Regions from separate parts of the Hordeum vulgare genome. Here region 1 is linked to region 2. A link is a contact called in public Hi-C data. All regions are on one chromosome and are shown on one strand. Each heading gives the region's core, a stretch centred on a gene start, on an enhancer-like site or on the middle of the called end of the contact. The rest is flanking DNA. Distances are from core to core; before and after follow the strand shown. Region 1 has its middle 19 kb from the start of LOC123442416. Region 2 holds the start of LOC123442418 (probable glutathione S-transferase GSTU6).

What was found. Hi-C and Micro-C count contacts between places; a contact is called where the count stands out from the background.
Region 1: a contact with region 2 is called in a Hi-C map of leaf, with 2.0 times the contacts expected there. The contact joins the enhancer-like site here to the promoter of LOC123442418 in region 2. A contact is called at or near these places in 2 of 6 Hi-C or Micro-C datasets (both in leaf).

Annotation. Positions count from the first base shown.
Region 1 is chr3H:5,835,926-5,842,167 of MorexV3_pseudomolecules_assembly, reverse strand. No RefSeq gene overlaps it. Among protein-coding and RNA genes, the nearest start is that of LOC123442416, 19 kb to the right of the region's middle. Within about 2 kb of position 1,442, at least 2 of the 3 cell types and tissues checked have open chromatin away from gene starts, as enhancers often do. A contact at or near this core is called in leaf, where this site is marked.
Region 2 is chr3H:5,792,124-5,798,566 of MorexV3_pseudomolecules_assembly, reverse strand. It overlaps LOC123442418 (probable glutathione S-transferase GSTU6), which reads right to left and starts at 2,904. Exons shown (of 1, transcript XM_045118455.1): 1 at 1,993-2,904. The coding sequence starts at 2,904. The coding sequence ends at 2,086.

The sequences.
Region 1 (6,242 bases), core at 193-2,692, 45 kb before region 2:
AAAATATAGCTTCCGCCAACCGGAAGCTTTCTCATTCTATTGCAGGATGTCTGTTTCTTCATGTATGGTAAAGTGGCAATGACACCACATGTGCTTGAACTTGACGAGAAAAATCAGTTTGGTGCCAAATTTTTGACATAAATTGAATTGGTGACAAAACTTGACATGGAGATGCATATACGATGTTAATCCCATTTGTATATGCTAATAATGTGGGTGAGGCATGCACACGTGACGTGGGATCCAATGCCACTGACCGGAAGGTGAGGACTAAGGTGTGTGGCCTGGATTTTTGCAAAAAACACCTTGGATTTTTTCATAACGACCCCCCCCCCCTCGATTTTGTCATGTCCTATTTTGGTGAAAACAGTATGAAAAGAGAACGAATATGCGAAAACAAGATTCGAACACACGACCTCATCCTAACAAGCCAGTTATCCATGTCTTGCTTATTCTCGAGATGGGATAGATACACTAAATGACCATATGAGCAAGTACCCACGTGTGGTTGACATGATACTTCTTTAATTCATTAATACTATTATAGTTCATATTTATCATTTTCATTATGTAAATATTTGTTTAAATAATAATTTTTTATTTGTAGAATTACGTGAACATTGTTTTAAATAATAATAGTTCTTGTAAAGTGAGCACATGAATGCTTTGTGAATGCAAGAATATAGACTAAAAATACATGAATATTCTTTTGAATACATTAATAATATTTTTTAAATTCTGAAAAAAAATCGAAAAATCGAAAATTTTATTTTAGTTATATAAACATTTAGAAATAATATGTAAATATATTTTTGACAACATTACCATTATTTTACATAAGATTAGCTTTTAGAATTACATGCACATTATTTTATTGAACTAATATTATGTAGAATTACTTGAACATTATTTTAAATCAGAATATGTTTTTATAATTACAAGAAAAATATTTAAAATAAGACAATTTTTTAGAATCATATGAAAATAATTTTAAATAAGTTATTTAATTTTAGGTATATTATTTTCAATTTACATATTTTTATAGGATTCTAAGGATGTGAAAAAACTAACATGTGCAAATAAGCGGCTGGTGATTGCAGCCTGTTTAATCCCTATATGCGTGATGGGCTATACGCCATTAAGTATGGAAACCCCTGTTTATACAACAACTCATACTGTGGTGCGTTGGCTAGCGAACTAGAACTTGTGCTACGAAATATTTTGCGTCCTAATTTTCTCTGTATTGTGCCCTGATGTGTGGGGTTCAATTGCCACGTCTCAAGTTATTTTCAAGGAAAATAATTTCAGAGGCATTTCACAGAAAGATAAAATTCAAGGCTGTTTTTGCAAAATAAACATGCCACACGCCTTTGTCCTATGCCACATGTGTGCATGGGCGGATTTGGGCCCTCGGCAGCCCATGCCATTGCCTGGGGCGTGGGAACAAATTGGCCTGGGGCGCAGCCCAGTTCCAGGCCCAGGTAGCCCAGGCCAAACAGGCCCAACCGCCCAGGCCGACTTTCATAACTATTGGTTCGATAATCATCGGGCTGGTTGGAATATAACATTGAAAAGAAATCAGCCTCTTGCTTTTATTGTTTTATGTTTAAGCAACCAAGAGCTGAAAACTATGGTATTGAAGCATTCACGAAACATGGATTCAAAACATGGAAGGATGGGCCTAAACTTTTTAATCAACATGCTGGGAAGCATGATAGTGCTTATAATAAATCTAGGCAACATTATGAGGATTCCAAAAATCAAAGACAAAATCTGCCACATGTGTTTGATAGGGTTCTCAGAAGAAAGAAGAAGAATACAAAGCTCGTCTCTTGATTGTATTGAGTATTATAAAATGTTTAATACTACAAGATGTTGCTTTTCGTGGTCATGATGAGTACAACAACTCATTGAATAAGGGTAACTATAATGAGTTGTTGGACTTGTTCATAAAGAAAGACCCAAAGGTGGCAAAATTATTGGGGGATGCAGGAGATAACCATAAGTTGACTTCACATAAGATACAAAAGGATTTATGCAAGGCTTGTGCAAAAGAGACCACCAATGCCATTATTGAGGAGATTGGAGATAGTAAATTTGCATTACTTGTTGATGAGTCCAGAGATGCATCAATGAAGGAGCAAATGGCTGTGTGTTTGAGGTCAGTACCTTTGCTTGTATTGTATGTGTGTGTTCTTAAATTTTTATATATTAATCATCCTCCTTTGTCTATTTTAGGTATCTCGGCAAACAAAATGGGTGACGATTGGATGAATCATAGAATGGTATGTTACATTGAGTGAGATATATTTGTTAGTATTGAAGAATCAAAGATAATCGAGCGATTTCAAGGTTATCGCACACGTAAAGTCGTTTTGCCTCGTCATAGACGTAAGTTTTCACATTTTACATCTATCATTAACTAGTTTTATCTGCTATATTATGCATTGATTTGCATTTCAAAATTGATGATTGAAGGTTTAGCTTTTTCTGCTATTGAAGATGTGATCATGGGAGGCTCAGATCAACCAGCAATCCTTTGATTTGGTATCAATCATTTCATCATCTATACCATCTATCTATGCTACATATTGTCTTTTAATTTGTCTTGCTTTATTAATTGACCCATCATGAAACAAATGATGTCATTGAATATTGTGTTTGATTTAATATTAGTTATGCAGCATAGATTGACTTTTGTATGCCTTAAAACTAGAGTTTTTTCTAGGTAGTTTTTAGCCTTTGGTTTCTCGCCTGGGGCGTCAGCTAATCCTAGGTCCGCCACTGCATGTGTGTGCCTCGTCAGCATCCTTATTGTATTCAAACGGATAAGCATCGTACATGCATGCCTAAGCTAAGTTGTGTCACCAGTTTAATGTATGTCACAAGTTTTAGCATCAAATTGATTTTTCTCGCCAAGTTTATACACGTGTGATGTAATTGACTCCATGCTAAACTACCTGTACATCTCTAGAACTTAAGCATGCTGCAATACAAATAGCACTAGTGAGAATACTGGCATTCAAAGCGGTGTGACCAAACAGAATGAATGAAGCCGCCTGTATTATTAGAGTTTGGTGGTAGTATTCAGTTACAAACTTGTTAACAAAAAAGAAACGAGAGAGGAAAAGGAACAGTAAATTGAAGAAACAAGAAAAGAGGCTCCGTCTAGTTATATATGCATGGAAGCTTGACTACACTTTGGGGGTAGGTGTGTGTGTGTGTCTCACTTGACCCAGCAGTCCCCTAAGTAACGTTGGGCTGCACGCTTCTTTCTTTTGGACTTTCTCCGCATCGGTTCTGAACTTGCTTCAGTTACCATTCTTGTCAGGCACATGCTCCTCCCATCTGGTTGTTTTTCGTCACTCATCCTTGCTCCGGGTGTATCAGGGTACATGATAACGTCTTCTCTCGGCTTTGTGACCGGAATGAGACTCTCCGTGTAGGAAACCATAGCGAACATGAAGATATCCTTCCGACCAACAAAATCGAAGGAATCTACTCTAGGTTTGTTATACCTCAGCCTGTCCAGACAAACCATTTCCCTTACATCTGGATGTGCATTGTCATAGTGGTAAAGCCGATTACGACTGCGAATAAGCAAAACATCTTCCCGAGTGACCGATAAAACCTCGAAATTGCATGCCTCTGGTAAGATAATAACATAGTGTCGAGCCCATTCACCAGATTGTAATAACATCCAGATTACTTGTTTTCCTTCAAAGCCTTGAGCTAGGCATAATTTTCCGCCTAGCTCAACAATGTATATTAGCTCCTCCTTTGGCGAGAAAATTTCAGGATGGCTTATGAAGCTAAATGCTTCATCTTCTAAGTTAAAGCGGAGAACACCTTGTGAGGGCCTTTCAACAAGATCATCCCGGATGAACAAATACAAAGAGCCCTTGAAGTGCGTTATGGACCCTGGCCCAATCGGCAACGGTGGATCCTCCGTGATGCTCCTCCAGGAAGAATCGATGTCATCGTCACCGATTGTAAATATCTCCATTCCCATGCTGTAAGTTCCCAAGGAAAAATTCAGGTAACGGTAAAAGAAGCGAACGACCTTGTACTTGTTGGTGCAAGGGTCAAGGCCGAAACCAACTCTTGGGATTTGCGACACATCCTCTTGGCCATCAGGCAGCTTGAGTACATCATGTATGGCCGGGTTGAAGACGTACACCTTGGTGTCGGTCGAGAGGACTACAAGCCCATCACAGTGCAGCGTGTGGTAAACCGACCCGAACTCGCCATGGAAGGTTGTCGAGTGCACGTGGCGCGCCTCGCTCTCGCCATCTTGCCATGAGTAGAAGGAGATGTGGTTGGAAACGTTGGTCGGCCAGGCCTCTCTTCTGATCACCTGGCCCTCCAGGGTAAGCGGGGTGATGAGGAAGGAAGTCTTCCGTTCTTGGTTGTCGTTCTTGCCGGATTGCTTGAGATGTGAGCGGGCGAAGCTTGGATCGGAGATGATGGCACGCCAGGCCTTGCTGACGGACTTGAACCGCACCAGAGCTTTCACGGGCAGCCGGACAAGAATCTCGAATACCATCTGGTCTGGTAGCGCCGGGCAGTAGCGCGCTCTCCTTTTGTATACCATGAGTGTTTCCGGGCTGGTTTTCATGTCCCATTAAAGGGCGAGATCGTGCTGCTTTAACTCAATCATGTAAATGATAGGTTATTAAGAATTCAAAAAATCATACCATATATATGAGATCACCTTCCTAAAAGACAAGCATGAGTTTTTTCTCGATAATTTTTCAAAACAAAATTAGATATACCTCAATAACAAATCGCTATTTCCGTGCACTATGTCATTTATTAATTATTATCATTATCTTTACTATTAATTGACAACCACAACTTTCGTAATATGACAAAAATAACATATCTTTTTTGTTATGAGCGTACGCATCCATACGCCATTGCCGAGGGACGCTGTGAGCGACACCATGTAGGACATTGTGACCAGGCCTGACGTCGGCGTTATGTGCGAGAATGCCAGTGTGTGAATCACGACATCGAGGACCGTCACGTACATGCGTTCGTGGATGCGGTCATATTACATTTCTTGTCATTCTCAAATCAAGTGTGGCATTCAAATGTCAAAAAATACGTTAAGGAAATGTGTCCAACAATACTCAGTAGTAGTCGTCGTCATTCATAGCAACCATTAATGCAAAAATGTTTTGGAAATCGAGCTTGAATCAATTTGGAATCAAACCATCAATAGAGTTAATTAGCTAGACATTAATCACGTATGCATAGGCCATTTAAATAGGATTCTTTTTTGCACCAAATAAATTTTAAAAGCGGGTCATTAATAGAATTAATTAGATAGACGCCTATAGATAACTAGAAGTAAAAAAAGTTCATAATCAGGCAAATAATTAATTGATTTTATTGGTAGTTAAATTAGGCATGCATAGAGTTAGATCGACCATTAATTATTTGTGTAATTAATTAATTAGTAAGTTAAGAAGCTAATCGTGTCCAATCATTTTAAAAGCGCTTGTGGACAAGGATGATCAACACGATCTCTGAGACATGGCCGAGCACCGCTTGCCAATAAGAACAAATGTCACCATGTACTCGCTACATGGGCGACCCAGCGTTCACCAAGAGGGGTCAAGACCATTTTTTGCAGGATGTCCACATGTTGACGGTTGTCGAAATAATAGCGGGCGAGGATGACACAACACAGCATTGACCAGACGGTTCATGCTATAGTGGAAAGAAACTGTGTTCCAAAAATAAGGAAAAAAAAGTAAAGCAACCAAGTGATCCATGATGTTGGAGAAGAAATGAGTGTTTAAAAAAAATATTCTAGAAAATAAGTCGGAACGAGAACTAAAACTAATGAGGTAGAACAACAACAATACTTGAATAAAAAAATGAAAAATAAACGCTTGGGAAGTGTAGCTTGTGTGCCCAAAGAAATGCAAATCGGAGAGAAGAAGAAGATAATGTATCTCTGATGCAGGGGCAGAGCCAAGGGGGTGCTAGCAGGGGTCTGACCCCCCCCCCAACCGTTCGCCCCCCCCCCCCCCCCCCAACAATTTTCAGCAGATAATACTAGGCATAATTAGCCTATTGTTCATAATTATTTCATTGAAAAAAACATTGGACTATTGCATAAAGGGCCAATACACACAGAAGCCCATGTAGACAGACCTGATCAGATCGATCGGTACATATCATTAAGCGATCAAGTCTCTGGCATAATTCAGATCGATCCAGGTCCCTTC
Region 2 (6,443 bases), core at 1,655-4,154:
AGAGAGTCTATTTAGAATCTTAGAATTATGCTTGATTTTGATTGATAATGCACCTCTAATTTTGTTACTTATGCACGGAATTTATCACGGCAAAGGGTTATGCGATGCAACAAATCTTACTCAAAATGCAGTCTATTAAAATATCGTCAATGCACTGTGATACCAAAGGTTTCATTCATCTTTTACTGTCTTGTGAACTAAAATTTGTATGCATTACAAGAAAGAATGGCATTTTTGTTAATTCACTTTTCTTGTGTTTTTTCCTTTCTCTGTATCTTGCTTCGATCACTAATACAAATTTTCATCTGTTGAAGGTTGGGGTATTATCTTTAAAATGTATACTAGAACAATTTTCCTCCGGTTTGAAGGAAACTTCATCTCGTACAACTTTTGGTTGAACAACCCTTGGCTATATATCATAGGAAAAAGCTTATTTTAAACCCTGAATTCATAGAAGTTTGGCGAATCAAACCATCAAGTCTAAATCTTTGTCGTTTGCTCCCTAAACTACATGATTCCGGTCTAAATCGGACCCTGAGACACAAAAATAAAATGTCAACCGGGATTCGGCTGGCTAATGGGCCAAGTAGTGCGTTGGGTCGGCCCATTTTATTTTTTTAGTTAGACTGCCAAAAAAGTCTGTCGTGTGGTCTAAAAAACTTAAAAACAAAAAAATGAATACAAAACGTTCATAAAGGCGAAATAAGTTAATAAAAAAGGCTGCCCTTTAAAAAAATGAAAATATATATATAAAATAAAATGAATTTTTTTTATAAAAAAAAGAGTAAAAGAAAAAGAAAAAGAAAAACATACGCTGGGCAGCTGCAACAGCTGGAGCTAAAGTCAGCAGCTCTATATTGACCAGCAAATGTGATTTTTCAGGTTAGCACGTACAATATTTTCACTAGCTATGGAATATTCAGACAAGTAGTAGTGCTGCAGCAAAAACATTTCTCTTAAGAAAAATAGAGCGTGTGTAATTTTCCGTGCGGCATTTCAAAATCTATTTAAGTATTATTAAAATAGTACATGCCATCTTAAAATTTATTTAAATATAATAAAAATATTATGTTGCATTTCAGAATAAATTGAAATATTATAAAGATAGTACGTGGCATTTTAAAATATAGTTAGATATTATAAAAATAGTACGTGGCATTTCAAAATATATTTAAATATTAAAAAAACAGTACGTGGCATTTCAAAACATATTTAAATATTATAAAACTAGTACATGGCATTTCAAAATTTATTTAAATACTATTAAAATAGTACGTGACATTTCGAAATATATTTAAATATTATAAAAATAGTACGTGGCATTTCAAAATAGTACTTGTCATTTCTAAATCCATGATTATTTCTTCAAAATTGGTGAATTTGTTTTCTCATTTTTTTATTTCCGTAAATATTGTGAAGTCCGAGAGCGAGATAGGCTTGATTGGGCTGGCTCAGTCATTTTCGCGCGTGCCCGCGCAGCGCAGCCCAATCCCGACGAACCCAGGGTTCTTTTTAAACCGGGATTGCATAGTTTAAGGTGTAATCGATAGGGATTTTGAATTAAAGGTTCATTTCGCCAATCTCTATAAATTTAGAGTTCAAAATGGACATTTTTCTATATCATAGTAGGAACAACTTTGGTTGAAACATTTAAGATATATAGGTAAGTGACTATACCCATGAGTGAACTGTTTTTTGATACCTTTATATACTTATCTTAGTTAAATTGACTTTCACACTGTAAACTGTCAGCTCACTTATTCATATCTTTTTTTTTACTTTATAAGGAAAACAACACAATCACACACGCGCTTCATGACTCCGCCTGCTAGTAAAATACTCCCTCCGTTTAAAAAAAATTGTCTTAGATTTGTTTGAATATAAATGTATTTAATCACGTTTTAGTATTTTGATACATTCATTTCTAGACAAACCTAAAATAACAATTTTGGGATGGAGGGAGTAAATATCACCTTGTGACTGACACGACTATTGAGATCTGAATTGTGTTGGATCTTCCACGGTGAAAGAAAGGTTGGTATGCATGATTGGTACAGATCCAACGAGTCTAAAATCGAGCCCTAGTTAATTCGCAGTAGCCTTGGCAGCGTTCTTGGTGTGTATGAACCTGACGTACTCGACGACCCGGTCGACGTCCTGGAGCAGCTCCACGGCGGCGTCGAGCTCGCCGAAGCGCCGCAGCCACGCCGCCAGCAGCGGCGTCCTGCCTTCATCCTGGAATAGCCTCTCGCCGGAGACCCTGGCTACGGCGTGCACGTACGAGACCGCGCCGCCCACCACGACGTCGACGTACCCGACGCTTTCACCGCCGAAGAAGCATCCTTTCCTGCCCCCGTCGGTGCACTCCCCCAGCCCACGCTCCAGCCCGTCCGCCGCGTCGACCACCTTCTTCATCCACGCCGCCCGCTCCTCCTCCGTCCCTGCCCGGAGCGCCCTGTCCCACGGCGCGCCCAGCTCGTCGTCGAAGTATGCCGCCCAGAACCTCGCCACGGCGCGCTCGTGCGGGTCGGCGGGGAGGAGGGTGGGAGGTCCGAAGGCCTCGTCGACGTACTGGAGGATGGCCTGGGACTCGCAGACGGGGCGGCCGCGGTGGATGAGGACGGGCACGGCGCGGTGGACGGGGTTGCAGCGGAGGAGCAGGTCGCTCTTGCTGCGCAGGTCCTCCTCCACGTACTCGTACCGCACGCCCTTGAGCCGCAGCGCCAGCCGCACCCGCGTCACGAACGGGCTCCCCCAGTGGCCCAGCACCGTCACCTCGCCCTCGTCTCCGGCCATCGATCGAGCCCAGGCTTGGACTAAAATCCGGCGCGGTGCTCGTCGTGTACGGCGCGGTGGTTCAGTTGGGTGGGTATATATAAAATCCTTAATGCTTGTAGTTGGCATTCGCTTGCTTCAGCATGAATCTTCTTCCCGGCTTTATCTTGGGAAGAAGATCAATCAAGAAAGATTAAACAATGTTATCTTCCACGCTAAATAACGGATGCATCGAGCCAGCTGCCTAGACTCTAGAGAGCATCACATCACATTGCACGTTCAACGTTTGACCAAACAATTTGATTTTAGAAAAACTGTCATTACACAATTATTTTTTCAGGTTATCTACAGAACCACGATTTAAATTCGTACGTGGTCGTTATTTAATCATGCGGACTCCAGAGAGTATATGGCTATTGGGTGCAACCGATGAAAGATGACCGGACAGGCTATCTTCAGTCGATTAGATGATAAATTAATAATATGCTAAGTGTATAGACATTGTAGCTTACTTTTGATTTCACCAGATGTGTGAGTTTTCAACTGTTCCCAGCACTTGTTTTTACACTCAGTTTGTGAGCTCTTTGCGGATCTAAGACTTTATGCTTAAATTAATAAATATAGTTGCATGCATCGATTGATACAAAGGTTGAGGGCTTGGTTCTTTTTTTTTTTTTTTTGAAAGCAACAGCATCTCTAACATCAAACACTTCAAACACATACGAACTGTCATCTCTAAATTCATCTTTTGCTTTCGAGCATTTCTCCCAAACTCTAGCGAACCACAAAAGACCAAACCTGAACATGTCGAACAAACCTCAAAGATTTTGAATAGTATCTTGACTGTCATCTCTAACCTGAAACACTTCAAACACATATGAATTGTCATCTCTAACTTCATCTTGTGCTTTCAAGCATTTCTCTCAAACTCTGGTGAACCGCAAAAGACCAAACCTGAACATGTCGAACAAACCTCAAAGATTATAAATAGTATCTTGAGTCCCACCCCAAATAGGTGGGAATCTGAGATCAACGACCCTACTCCTGGGACATACTCCTTTGCAAGGCAGACTGTTGAACCGCTGGTTTATCGGCATACACTTGTACATTTTTATACACATTTAATGTTTCTGAACTACAGGATTAACATTTATCAAAGTAATTGTTTATGAATACGTGCCAAACATCCTTCAAATTTTTGAATTATACAAACATATTTAGAACTATGCGAACATGTTTTAAAACCAATTCACGAACATATTTTTTTAACTTGTAAGCATTTTTTAAAAGAAATGTACATTTTTTTGATCGTATGAAACCTTTTCTAACAGCAGTTTTTTTTCTTACATTGTATATATATTTTTAATTGACATGTGCATTCTTTGGAAACATGTGATTTTATAAATGTTGTAATGTTTGTAATGCAATATTTTAAAAAACTAAGCTACTCCATCTGTCTCTTAATTGACGATCAAATGAATGTATCTAGACATATTACAATGCTAGATACATTTGTTTGAGCGTCAATTAATATGAAACGGAGGAAGTAACAACATTTTACGCCGTGTTGGCATTTCAAAGTACAATAACTAAATTACTTTCCGAAGTATATGTATTTAGAATGTCTCAGAATATAAACAAAATTTTAAAAAAAACTATATGGCGAACTAATGCACATTGGTCGGCTGAACTTAGCGCGTTCCCTAAGGCGAGGCGTTCCTCTATCGTCTCTCTATAAGCCCGGCAAATGTTAAATGCAGCAGATCCTATAAGAGAGAGAGATGTGTGGCTCTATACGTGCGGTGGGTGGTTCATTTTCTTTTTCTTTTTCCCTTCCCCTTTTCTTTAGATAGTTGGATGGACGTGACCAATGACATTAATCCATGGCAAAATTTGTAGGGGAGCTCCTACATGCCGCTCAATGCGGCACGCAGCCCTGCACCGCACAGAGGGCCCGGACTGGGCCGGCCCAGTTTTACTTTTTTTCTGTTACTTTTTTCTTCTCTACTTATTTTCTTTTTTTTCGTTCGTTTTTTCTTTTTTTATTTGAAGAAACTATATTTTTCGAATTTGCATGACAATTTTGAAAAATCATGAAGAAATTTGAAAGTGTGATCAATTTTTTAGAGCCCAAATATTTTTTAAATCTTGAGAACAAAATTTTCAAAACGAGAACCATTTTGAAGCACCCTGAACAAATTTGAACGCGCAAAAAAAATTGTTAAGCACGAACATTTTTTAAATTTTGAGAATAAATTTTGAAACTGCAAACAATTTTAGGAAACGTGAACAAATTTGGAAGCGTGAACAATTTTTCAAAGCAGGAACATTCTTTGAATCTTGAGAACAAAATTTGGGAAAAGGTGAACAATTTTGAAAAATCCTGAACAAATTTGAAAGCGAGGACATATTTTTAAACCACGAACATTCTTGGAATTTTGAGAACAAACTTTGAAACTGAGTACAATTTTTTTTTAAATGAACAAATTTGGACGCTTGAACAATTTTTTAAAGCACGAATTGTTTTTAAATCTAAGGAACAAAATTTTGAAAAGGAGAAAATGTTTGAAAAACAACAACCAAATTTGAAAGTGCGGACAAATTTTTAAAGCACGAGCATATTTTGCATTTTGAGAAGGAATTTTGTAACTGAGAACAATTGAAAAAACGTGAACTAATTTTGAAGAGCGAACTATTTTTTAAATACACGACCATTTCTTGAATCTTGAGAACAAAATTTTAAAAAGGAGAACAATTTTGTAAAACCCCAAACAAATTTGAAAGAGCGAACATTTTTTTTAAAACAAACACTTTTTTGAATTTTTTGGACAAATATGAAATCTATAACAATTTTAAAAAATAAACAAATTCGGAAGCGCGAACAAATTTTTAAATACACAGAATTTTTGAAAACATAAACAATTTCTTAGTCTATAAACAAATTTCAAAACAGGAGCATTTTACAAACAAAGATCATTTTCTTTCTAAGAACGAATATTATTTTTGTAAGAAAGAACAATTTCTGAAATTGGTGAACAATTTTTGAACTTATGTACACTTTTCAAAAGAGGAACGTTTTTTGAACTTACGTACATTTTTTGATAGGACAAATAGTTTTTAGAAAATGAAGAATATTTTCTAAACTTCAAGAACATTTTAAAATCATGAATAATTTTAGAATTGGCGAACAAAATTTGAACAATTTTCAATTTGTGAACAAAGTTTGGAAAAGAAGACACATTTTTCGTAACACGGGAACATTTTTCATAAAAATGTGAAAAGCAAGCACATATTTTAAAAAATTGTGAACAATTTATGAAAATAGGAACATTTTTTTGAATACGAGAACAATTTTTGAAACTCGAGATTTTTCAAAAGATGAACCCATTTTGGAAGCAGGAACATTTTTTGAAGCACAGACATTTAAATATAAAGTGTGAATACGAGAAGATTTTTTGGAATTCAAAACAAAAATTATCAAATGTCAAACAGAAAAATAGGAAAAGGGAAATGGAACAAAAGTGAAGGAAAAAATTAAAAAGGAAACAATAACATTTTTCGAAAGAAAAAAACTTTTTTTTAAAATGGCGAACATTTTTTGAAAATGTCGGACATTTTTCTAAAATCCTGAACATTTTGAAGCTAGGAGTGTTTTTTGGAAAACAGCA